2 separate regions of the Danio rerio genome follow, and region 1 is linked to region 2. The links are chromatin contacts, called in public Hi-C maps. All regions are on one chromosome and are shown on one strand. The core of a region is the stretch at or near the end of the contact, and the rest is flanking DNA. Distances in the headings are between cores, read along the strand shown. Region 1 holds the start of commd3 (COMM domain containing 3). Region 2 holds the start of armc3 (armadillo repeat containing 3).

The links. A called contact is a pair of places that touch in the nucleus more often than the background predicts.
Region 1: a contact with region 2 is called in a Hi-C map of hematopoietic stem cells, with 3 times the contacts expected there. The contact joins the promoter of commd3 here to the promoter of armc3 in region 2. A contact is called at or near these places in 2 of 18 Hi-C or Micro-C datasets (caudal fin and hematopoietic stem cells).

Annotation. Positions count from the first base shown.
Region 1 is chr24:21,123,784-21,129,413 of GRCz12tu, reverse strand. It overlaps commd3 (COMM domain containing 3), which reads right to left and starts at 2,593. Exons shown (of 8, transcript NM_001008734.2): 1 at 2,430-2,593; 2 at 1,636-1,747; 3 at 1,495-1,558; 4 at 1,374-1,408; 5 at 1,197-1,257; 6 at 1,065-1,121; 7 at 922-975. The coding sequence starts at 2,565. It also overlaps a transcript of bmi1a not described here.
Region 2 is chr24:20,933,140-20,939,386 of GRCz12tu, reverse strand. armc3 (armadillo repeat containing 3) reads left to right here and starts at 2,415. Exons shown (of 18, transcript XM_683526.9): 1 at 2,415-2,465; 2 at 2,586-2,654; 3 at 4,375-4,492; 4 at 4,626-4,751; 5 at 4,838-4,906. The coding sequence starts at 2,607. It overlaps pip4k2aa (phosphatidylinositol-5-phosphate 4-kinase, type II, alpha a), which reads right to left and starts at 352. Exons shown (of 10, transcript NM_001128702.1): 1 at 18-352. The coding sequence starts at 158.

The sequences.
Region 1 (5,630 bases), core at 1,344-3,843, 190 kb before region 2:
TTATTCACAAGCAAATACAAAATATAGAAAAATTGATTTTTACCAAGTCAATTGTTTTACATCTAAAAAAAGCAGTCAAACAGTTCATGCAACTATACTAGATAAAGCAAAGCCTAATATAAAAAAGATCAGTTGTTGACATCGTAAACCTCTGATGATCTATGAAAGTAAACAAAACTACACAAAATTAAATGAAAACTGGGCTTAATCAAAATTAAGAAGGTAGAAAATAGCCCAGTTTGACCGTGCATAAATAAGATTGTTGATTGCATATAGAACAATCAGTAAGTTAGGATTAAAAATCACTGTTTTATAATTTAATGTGAACTTAATGGCAACGTTTTATCAAATTTGCTAAACGCGTGGGTATTTATGAAAACCTCTGGGATGTTTGTAAAGAGGTGTGATGATAACTGAGTGCATAAGAATTTTATGACTTGATCTTTCGGACAATTCACCTTTGTGTCACCCCAACAACAAACAGGCATCTGTGTGACGACGATAATAAAATTAGTATGCAGGCTTTTACAGAAACAGAAACCACACGATGGTAACTTTGAAATTTTCAGGTAGGCCTAAACTCATCATTCAATTACCGGGTTGTAGTAAATTAATGTCAATAACAACAGATTATTATTAAATATTTATCGCTCGTCAAATTCTTTGTATATTGGTTTAAATCAGGAAGTTTTGTATAAGAAGGCCTACAAAATAGAATTTTAAAGCAAGATAAACTCTGTTTCTGAAGAGTCAAAAATATGAAAATAACTGTGAAAACATCAAATTGTTTCAAATAATAAAAGCATTTTAGCCTATTTAAACCTTTAGAAAAATAACATCTTAATCAATGGCTAAGCTGGAGGAAATCATCCACGTGCTTTTAGTCAAACTGATAGTGAGTCTGTGGACTAAAATAAATACCTGAAGTTGCTCCATTGTGCAGTTAAACTTAATTTTCGACGAACAGCCACCGCTCTGCAAAAGCAACCAGAGTACATCCAAAGTGAAAATAACCATTACTGGAAAGTACAGTGAATGCATGTAGGCTTTATGGAATTACATACCTCAGTGTTTAAGGAAATCAGGTATGACGGCTGATTGACTTTATGTACATGACTATTCTGTGGAGAGAAAAAATGGTCATGAGATATTATGGAAGTATTGTAAATGATGGACAACTTAAAGAAACAACATACCTTTATACAATATTCAAGACGCCATGCAGCATCAGTTATATGGGGAGGGCATATGTCAATGCTGAGGAGCAAGTAAAAAAAATAAATAAAGTATCACTGCGGAAATATTTCATTGAATTAGATAAAAGTGATTTTTTTATGCCTTTCAAAAAAAAAATAATAATACACATGCCTCACCTTGACAACAAAGACTCCACATTTTGTTTGTTTTTCTAGAAGATATATAGAAGAGAGATATTCACCTTACTGTAATTCAACTGTTCTTTTAAAAATATTGGGAGACCAAACGTTAGCCTACTTGGAATGAAGTATAAAATATGTCCACTCTTTCAGTCTGAAACCCCAGGTCTTCAAGACATGAGCTAGAAGAACACACGGTATTTTCAGAATTTAGAACACAAGCGGATAGGGGTTGGAAATGATCTTTAGAATATGTTACCTAATTGTCGATTTATCCGCATTTTGCTTAACTCCCTCAAGAATGAACGTTGTTGCCGCGGTGTGACAGTGGTTCAGAGTTGACTGATCGATGTGTTTCAATTCTGGATGACCTGAAGTTGAAGAAAAAATGGTCTAAACAGAAGCTTGAACGTGTGTGTGTGTGTGAGAGAGAGAGAGAGAGAGAGAGAGAGAGAGAGAGAGAGAGAGAGAGAGAGAGAGAGAGAGAGAGAGAGAGAGAGAGAGAGAGAGAGAGAGAGAGAGAGAGAGAGAGCGTTGTTTTAAACCTTACACGCTAAGCTAATGCCTTTTCATAACAAATGTTAAATTATCGGTCAAGCCAGATAATCACTTTCTATACAGAGAGAGTATGTAAGCGAAATAGAAAACCTGTTTAGCTGATAACCAGCGCAGATTAGATTACAAAATTTTAAATCTACAAATACATGAATGTTAGCATACTACATGTGTTTGGGTATAATCAAGCATATGTTAAATATATATGGACTCATTCCTTTACATTTAAAAAGAATGATGTTGTTAATCACACTACGGCTTAGCTAATGCGGCTAAGCGGTCAACTAATGTACACTGCACTTTGTAAGCACAGTAGGCAAACGCCAAGTCAAAGCATGACGATTAAAGTCCGTCAGCCTATGCCAGTTATTGGGCTCTGCAACATATAACATGTCAAGCCCAAGAAAATAACATCAGTAACACAACGCAGCGACTTCCTTCTTGTCTGGAAAGCACCGGAAGTAGTGCTGCACAAAGAAAAAACCTCAACCATCTTACCCAGAGCGCTTTCGCTTCGAGGCGAGACCAGACTGTTGAAGGCGACCTCTGTGAATATCGCATACGACTTCAGGTCGATCACGTTTGAATCGGCTAGGATTTGAAGCCCTTTCATCACTGATTCCGACAACTCCATTTTGAGCAAACTCGCTAGCCTTGGTCACATGAGCGCGTCAGCTGATCTCAGGGCTTGAATTGTCGGGGAACAGGGACAGAGTACTACTGACACATCCATGCACTTGCTGCGCATCATTCTGTTATTGCGCAATTCTGTTATTGTCCTAAGCGAGAAAAAATAAAATATAAATAAAAATAAACTATTGGTTTGTCAAAGACTATGCCGGATTTCTGTGCTTCCAGATAGGCAAAGCAGCATATAAAAAAAAAACTATTACGTATGTTGATAAGAGACGCGTCCGTAATACTGCACAAACCAATTTAATAGTTTAGATTATATTAAAACCAATCTTAACCATCTTAAGACGATTCTTTAAAGTCTATATTAGTGATGTGGTGGTGGCAAGTTTGGTTCTTCTTTAACTTCCTTGTATTTACAAATTAAATAATTTTAAACATATTTTGCGACATATAATATGTAGATATGTGTCTTCAGACTACCATTTTTGGTTGCCCAAACAACCTTAAAATATGCATTTATTAAATGTTAATAATAAAAATTACTTTTAAGAACCTTGTGGGGAATTGAAAGGTTTCAATGATGTTAAGGATTCTTCAACATTGATTCTAAAAATAAAATAAAAGAATAAAATTATGCATGTTCTTTGCTCTTCTCCCGAGAGAAACAATGCATGAGATATTTAAGAAACATTGTTAACGCTAACATTTTTTTAATCGCAATAAAGACATTAGAAGAGTTTCGATGCTAAGTACAAAAATGTAATGTCAAATAACTTTTCAGTTATTTTTTATACAGTAATTTCGGCGTTTTTTTTTTAATTGGGGAAATCTAGAAAAATTCAGATTTCTCGTATGAGACCTGGTTTTAAATTGAATTTTGCCTCTGACTTGGATCTGTGTAGTTGCTATAATTATTACCAAATTTCCAAAGCTGAACAGAAAACAGACAATAGTATATAAGATTATAGGCGCAACTAGAAAGCCCCACAAAAACCCACAAAATTTCTAAAGCAAATATTTTAAAATCAAGTACGATAAAGAACAAACATTATATAGATGACACATTTTACAGATGACACAAAACGCCTGTATACATTTTATGTAGAAAAAAAAATCGGGGACAACTGCAAATGTCAGAGTTTAAAAAGAGTATTTGTTCTGACATGATGATAGATAAAAACTAATGTCAAAAGTATCTCTTGTATTCAACGTGGATTCATGAACTTGCCATATATATTTATATTGGCGCTTATTTATTTATGCCTGTGGGCTTGTGGTCATTACCAAGAACCTTATGAAAAGTCTCGGGTCATTATGACGAGTCATTAAGCTCTTCCACAACTATCTGTGAACTAATTTTGTCTTAAATGAATTTGACTTATCTGTTGTTTAATCAAGGAAAGTGGGATACTGTTGTTTTATTTCTTTTGCCAGCAAAGAACACAAGTTCTTTATGAGTTAGTTATTTACCCTCAATTAAATGTTTTTATTTATTTATTTGTGTGTGTGTGTGTGTGTGTGTGTGTGTGTGTGTGTGTGTGTGTGTGTGTGTGTGTGTGTGTGTGTATTCGAATGCAATTTATTTATTTAGGCAAACGTTGTATTATGTAAAATAGCATTTATTATATATAGGGTATATATTTTTCAAACACTTAAAGTTAAAATAAAACTAATGGTCATTAATAACTTGCAGTTATGCAGGTTATGTTACCGGTGTTCATTATTTCATTTATTCGTTTATTTATTGAGCGATTTATCGTTTAATTTACTCTGTTTTAATTAAGTTTTTTAACATCGCACCTTGGGGGTACACGGAAAACACTCTCAATCGGAAATCTTGCATATTTGCATAGAATATCTAAAGGACACTTGCTAGATTTTAGAATAAGAAAACATTGCCACACCAAATGTTAAAGGAAAATAAAGTGGTCTTAATGTAATTGCCCTTACTTATGTCAAAATGGGAACTTAACACTGTTTTAAATATAGACAGCAGCAATATAAATAGCTGTCGACCTTGTAACTTCAGAGGAACTTTCTCAAAATCCACACATAGAAGAATGCAGATACAAAAGACAAGATGAATCGGTTTTAGAATAATTAATTGTTTACTTGAAGAAGTAACAAACTGTGACATGAAATAACCCAACTTTACCAAACTGAAGAATTATTTTTGGTGAACCCTCAAACAGAACAGCGGCCATTTTGGGTAATACCCGAGACAAGAGGTTGTTCAACAAAATGGATGTGACGTGGACTTTTGGTGATTTATTAAAAAATTGAAGCCAAACAGCCAGCTGTTGCTTGGAGGCTCTTCAGCAGCAAATGCTTAGAAGAATGTTTATGCTAATAGAGGGAAACTAAGTTTAAATTAACCTTTTGCGCTGCTGAAGTTTTTTTATTATATAGGGGAGGAAGTCATAAGCCCATTGTAGTGTTTTTTTAAAGAAAGGAAAATATTGCTTAATGATTGTTTTTATGTTTACAGAAGATCTAGGTCATTAGAGGAACCTATACCAAAGCATGTGTAACGAGTAATTTAATTCAGCATTGTGGCGAAATAAAAAAAAACTATGGTGAAAATGTAAAAGGAAAGTGTATCTTTTTAAAATCAAATAGTGTTGCTAAAACTAAAGCTCCAACAACATTTATTTGAAATTGAAGGGCTATGATTGCATATAGAAAAGCTAATCCATTTAATAAATTATGCTGTATAAAAACAAATTAAATGTATTAAAATGTTTAAAATTTATTTTACGTCGTCATAAAAATGTAATAAATTCGTGAAATTGGATAACTTGAAAAATAGGTAGCCTAGACTGTTTTAATATAAGCCAAATCAACAAAACATTCGAGATAACAAGATGACAATAAACAAAATAAATAAATAACAATTTAACCCTTTTTGTGCTGTATATTTATTTCTTTGCTTTCCTAAAATGCGTTTCCTCTATGGTTTAGGGTTAAATTAAAGCATATTTAACCATTGCTAACAGAGACATTTATAAAGTTAGGCTGCATGCATGTTGCGTATACAATCATTTATGCGATGAACTTAATCGA
Region 2 (6,247 bases), core at 1,166-3,665:
CTGCAGATTTCACTCACCGAATGGTTAATTCCCCACATGAGAACACTGAGCAGAGGGTCGCTGGCACGAAACAGCTTCACTTTCTGAGCCACGAAGTGTTTCTTCTTCGTTTTTGTTTTGCTCGCAAACGATGAGACAGTGTTACTAGCCGAGGCCATTGTTTGTTGTATAACAATAAATTAACTATCACACAGTGACAAGTGCTTTAATTAAGCTAGTGGTGTCCTAACTGTCTCTTAGTAAAATATAATTTGGCATAACGTTCAGTTAGCTAACCGCAGCCAGCTAGCTGTACCAACTCAACTATTAGCTCTCTAGACAGAAGAATAACTCGCCAAATGCGCTAAAACAGTCTGCCGTTACATATAACATGAAAGTTAAGAGCAAAACGCGGTGTTATTTGTAAGTTCTCAAGCGTAAAAAGCAAAATCCCCTTAAGACTTCATCAGTAAGCCTTCCTTACTTGCTAAATCGTTAGCCTCCCAAGCCAGCCCCTCTTAACACCCCGTTTAGGGTAAATTAGAAGAAATACTGACGGAACCAGCTGGAAACAAATAAAAAATGTAATCTGAACGGCGTCAGTGTAATTTGAGGAAAAAACAGCGGGTGGAGAGGCATCCACTGCGGCGCTGCTCCATTAGCATGCTAGCTCGCCCCAGTCAGGCTAAGCCTACAACCCTTCAAATATGTCTCAAGCAAAATCCCACTCCCACTTTCTTTCTCTGCCGCTTGTCTGCCCCGAAAAGGTGTTTATTTTTAGACGAAGCCAGTATTCCGAGAGTGGAAGGTGTCCGAGTCCAAAATCGGTGTGAATTTTGTCTGTGATATTGCTAGAAGTTGGTGTATCCGGCTCATCCGCACTGCCCAACTGACGGACTGACAGCTACACACACGAGCGCGCGCGCACATACACACACTGACACACACACATTTGAAATAACACATAATAAAAATTATCTAAATGTCTGCAATTGATTAAAAATAGCAACATTTCTTGTTTAAAAGAACAATGGCAGATAGATTAATTTAAAACATACTTAGATAAGCGTCCCTGTTTAGCGAACAATTATAAAAATGTCAACTAATAAAAATAAAAATAATAATTAAGAAAATTTCAATTTAATAGGATAGAAGAAAAATAGAAATGTTATTAAGATGAATACATACTTTTGTATAAAATAAATGATCAAGTACGCCTAAATAAGATTTACATAATCGATTAACATATTATATATATTAATTATAGATCAATAATAATGCAAAAAATAATAATATTAGGAATAATCAGATTTTTTAAATATACATATAAAATTGAAGTTAATAATAAAACTTGGATTTTCATATTCGGGGGTCCATAACATCTAGAAGGTTGAAAACCCCTGGCCTTAATTTATGGTGTCTCTATGTGTTCTCCAGTTTTACAGCACAAATTACTGTGGCGCTCCCTGTTCCACCCCGCCTGGATCACCCACTGCTGAACATGCTCCTCATTCCAGCCATGTTATGGAGTGGGAGGAAAACGAGGAAAAGCTGCTGTTGTCCACGAGCCTGGGCATGATCCTCATCCAGAGCGTCCGGGGCTCCTCCACTGACTGCTGCTTCTCTAAGAAGTTTACAGATCAAGTACATTTGAGATTGATTATTGATTTTGGTTTTAGAATTTCTCCATATTATGTTAATTTCATTATTTTGTGTATCATTTAATCTATTTAATAAATCAGTCTGAACACATAACAGTTCATCAGAAACATTTTATAAAAAATAAAAAAATTAAATAAGTAAATAACATTTAAATTGCACTAAAACAATCTAGATGCACAAACAAGACATTAAATAGAGGGATATGTCACAAAGAACGAATATAAAATTGCTTGTTTTATAAAGGTGGCACTGATTTACACAGACCGATGCCCTATAAAACTTCTGTCGTTTGATATTCCTCGTGTAATAATGTTTTTAGTTTATAATTGATTTAATGATAACATCAAAACCACTATTCATGGTTAAATATAAATGGAAAGACAGATTAACTGACTTAAGGCTATTAGCTAATATAGGCTAATCCACAAATATAGTCTAAAACTTTAAGACTATTTTAGAACATCAAATAAGTAACTGAAATGGCTGATATATCACATGGAAACAATATATTATTGCATATTTGATGTTCAATAGGCTGATATTATAAACCAAAAAAAATAATAAAACATGTTATTTTATTATGACCATTTTTTCATGCTTTCTCGTCCCTTCAATAATTTAATTGTGTACAATTTAATAAAGTATTAACGTCAGAGCCACCTAACGGTCCATGACCGGCATATTTTAAACTAATAGGCAAATAAATACATGGCAAAGTATGAATCAAGTGATTCTTGCCCCACCTACAGGTGACACGGGAAATTAAACATGTCACCTAGCAACAGCAGCAGGCTAAACAGACACACACTGTCGGAGAAGCACAGGTAACGTACATTTTGTAGAAGTGCTTAACGTTAAACAATTTATATTATTTTTTATTGTTCTCATCTTGTTGGAAGATATTCTTTCTTCGTTTCTGATACATTGTACCTTTTGGCATGTAGCTTGCAGTGTTCGTCTTCTAGATGGGGAAAAAAGTCAAAAAAGAGGCTGAGACATGCCCGAAAGATGTGGTGAGAGCGTATTTCTTGACCCTTGAGATTTTGCATGACTTCCTCGCTATGGTAGACCGTTTCAACATTAAATAAAAAAAACATAGCCTACTTATGTTTTCATGCTACTAGTACTTTCTTTTTTAGATACAGTTGTCCTTTCCATGAAGTGGTACTAGTAAAGTAAGGCCTAGCTACATATCATGTTCTTACAGTGTTTTATTCTTTAGATTCTTACTTTAGAGTTACCTATACAGTACCTTTTCAATAACGTTATACAGAGCACTGCATAAATAAGTACACCCCGTTTTGAAAATGAATATTTTTATCCATTTCCCAGTGAATATATGCATTTTGGTGCATTTAAACAAAACAGATTTATTAAACAGATATATTCACTAAAACAACATTTTAGTCACCAAGCATATTTAGAAATTGAAAGATCATACAAATTTGTATTTAACATTTTTCTATAACATATAAGTTTGCGTGTACTTAATTTTGGACCGTTATTGTAAATTATTTTGTTGAATAAGCTCCAGATTTGGCTTCAGTACTGGCTAATCTGATGTATATGCACAAATATAATATTGTATAGCTTCCTTTTGAAAATATGCATTTAAAAGATAGATTTAAAAGGGGTCTACTTATATAGGCTGAGCACTGTAACTATGCTAGATGTTATCTACAAGATAAAATATTCTTTAGAAACCAGTTCTTATTCCTGAATACTACTACATTTTTAATATACCACCATATATTATATAATAGCCTGCTACCTTTTATTTGTCGCTAGTATTTAATCATTGTGCACTTGTATTATACTAGTTAATTGGATACATAATAACTATAAAATATATGCTAGTTTTTAATTTTTGTATACTAATAATTATTAGCTAGGTTATAGTTTTATTCTAGAACTTAATCATTGTGCATCATACATTTTAAATATATAATACGACTAATTCGTTTGATATCTTTTGCAGTTACTACAAAAAAACAATTCTTATTTTAAAAACTTTTTGAAGTAACTAAATATTTGTTCGTCACAAGTAACAACAGAATAGCTACTTAAAAAATATGTTCAAGTAATAAGAATTAACAGGTTTCATATTTTGTGATTAAGTTTTTTCTATTTATTTACAGTTATGAATTGCATTATAAGACCTTTAGCTCTGCTCTGTTGACTTTGTTTGTTAAAAACTCATCTCTGCAGTGTTACAAATTGACTTTTATTGAGATTGTAGAACAATATTTTGTATATCAAATAATGTATAGACTATTCATTCTGTAAAATAACAAATAAATAATAATACTGCCAATTTCTCACCAGTTTTTGTACTGTAATTAACCACACCAATACAGAATATGTATGATTTCAAATTATGATTAATAATATTAATAAAAGACACTTTTTCAAACTTTTAAATTTTAAAAGTTGTTGAAGGAAAATCAAGGTCCCATAATGCAGTTTAAAAGCATAAAAAAATCATAAATTAGCTGTAGCTGGACTTATGCCACAACAATTGGCTGTTCATTCCACTGTGGCAACTCCTGATTAATGGGGAACTAAGCCGAAAGATTAATTTTTTCAGTGTGTCTGGTAGTACTACTGCACTAAATAAATACCAGTACTTCACGAAAAACATAAGGTCTAAAAAATAGGTACTAGTTTCATGAAAATATGACTTCATATTCCGTATGCCAACATTTTAATACAATTCACATTTAATCCTTTTAGTTCGACCCTTTATCCATCGAAAGCAAAACTGCAACAACAGCAGTTCTGATGCTCAGCTCCCCTGAAGAAGAAGTGCTGGCCAAAGCTTGCGAGGCCATCCACAAATTTGCAGAAAAAGGTAACAGTGTCATCTAGTCTTACAATCTGAGGTCATTGAGAATTTTGCAGAGGTAAGTGTCCACTGTGTTCCCTCATGTGGTATTACTTCATTGATTTCACTGTGTGTTTTTGCTGTCTGCTGCTATTTTTAGGTGATGAGAATAAGACTTGTTTGATGTGTTTGGGAGCGATTGAACCCCTTTCTCTTCTCATATCTCATGAAGACAAGATTGTGCGCAGGAATGCTGTCATGGCTTTGGGCGTCATGGCTTCTAACAGTACGTAGGGTTTAAAAATAGGCACAGTAAGTAAATCAAAAGATTTTTAGCAACATAGTATTCATTTATTTGTCACATTTGAACAGATGAAGTTAAAAAGCACTTGAAGTGTCTGGATGTGATACCTGCAATAATCAGCAAACTGTCTCCAGAAGGTACTGGTAGCTTCTATTTTCATTTTTAAATTGAGTGCGCATTTAACCATTCATGCATTCATCTATAGGCTAAATAAAGATAAAGAATATACTCTGTATATATATACAGTTAGAATTATTAGCCCCCCTGTGAATTTTGTTTTCTTTTTAAATATTTCCCAAATAATGTTCAACAGAGCAAGAAAATGTTCACAGTACGTCTGATAATATTTTTTTCTTCTGGAGAAAGTCATATTTGTTTTTATTTCGACTAGAAAAATAGCAGTTTTAAATTTTTTAAACACCATTTTAAGGACAAAATCATTAGCCCCTTTAAGCAATTTTTTTTTTCGATAGTCTACAAAACAAGCCATCATTATACAGTAACTTGCCTAATTACCCTAACCTGCCTAGTTAACTTACTGTAATTAACCTAGTTAAGCCTTTAAATGTCACTTTAAGCTGTATAGAAGTGTCTTGAAAATATCTAGTAAAACATTATTTACTGTCATCATGGCAAAGATAAAATAAATCTATTATTAGAAATGAGTTATTAAAACTATTATGTTTAGAAATGTGCTGAAAAAAATATCTTCTCTTCGTTAAATAGAAATTGGGGAACAATAAACAGGGGGGCTAATAATTCTGACTTAACAACTATAGCTGGTCAAAAAAATGGGGTCAGCAGGATTTTAAAATTCTTTTAAATAAGCTTTGTTCTGCTCACCAAGGCTGCGTTTATTTCATCAAAAATACAGTAATGTAAAATTGCTATTGAAAAAATGTTATTGCACTATAAAATTACTGATCAAAGGTAGTTTATAATTTTATTTAATAATGTATTCCAGTGAATTCATTGATGAATTTTCAGCTTCATTACTCCAATCTTGAGTTACATGATCCTTCAGAAATCTCTCTAATATTAATTATTATTATTGTTGTTGTTGTTGTTGTTGTGGTGGTGGTGGTTGCAACCCAAGCTCATTATTATTATTATTATTATTATTAATGGTGATAATAATAAAAGCATTAATGACTGGAGTAATAATTTCATTTGAAACTAAATACAGTAAGTAATAAATAAATATTTGCTAAAATAAGTATTTAACAATAACCATTTTTTTTACATTTAATAAATGCCACCTTGATAAACAGGCAACCACAACAACAACAAGCACTAGATAATAACAGTAATAATGGTACATTATATTATATTTATTACTATTTTTATTGTGTAAAAAATATGATCTTTTTTACATTCATTCATCCACCTTTAAAAGGAGGAGGGAGAACATAACTTGAATACAATTAGTTTTCCCTATCCAAATAAAAATATTAATATAAATAATTTATCAATATTTT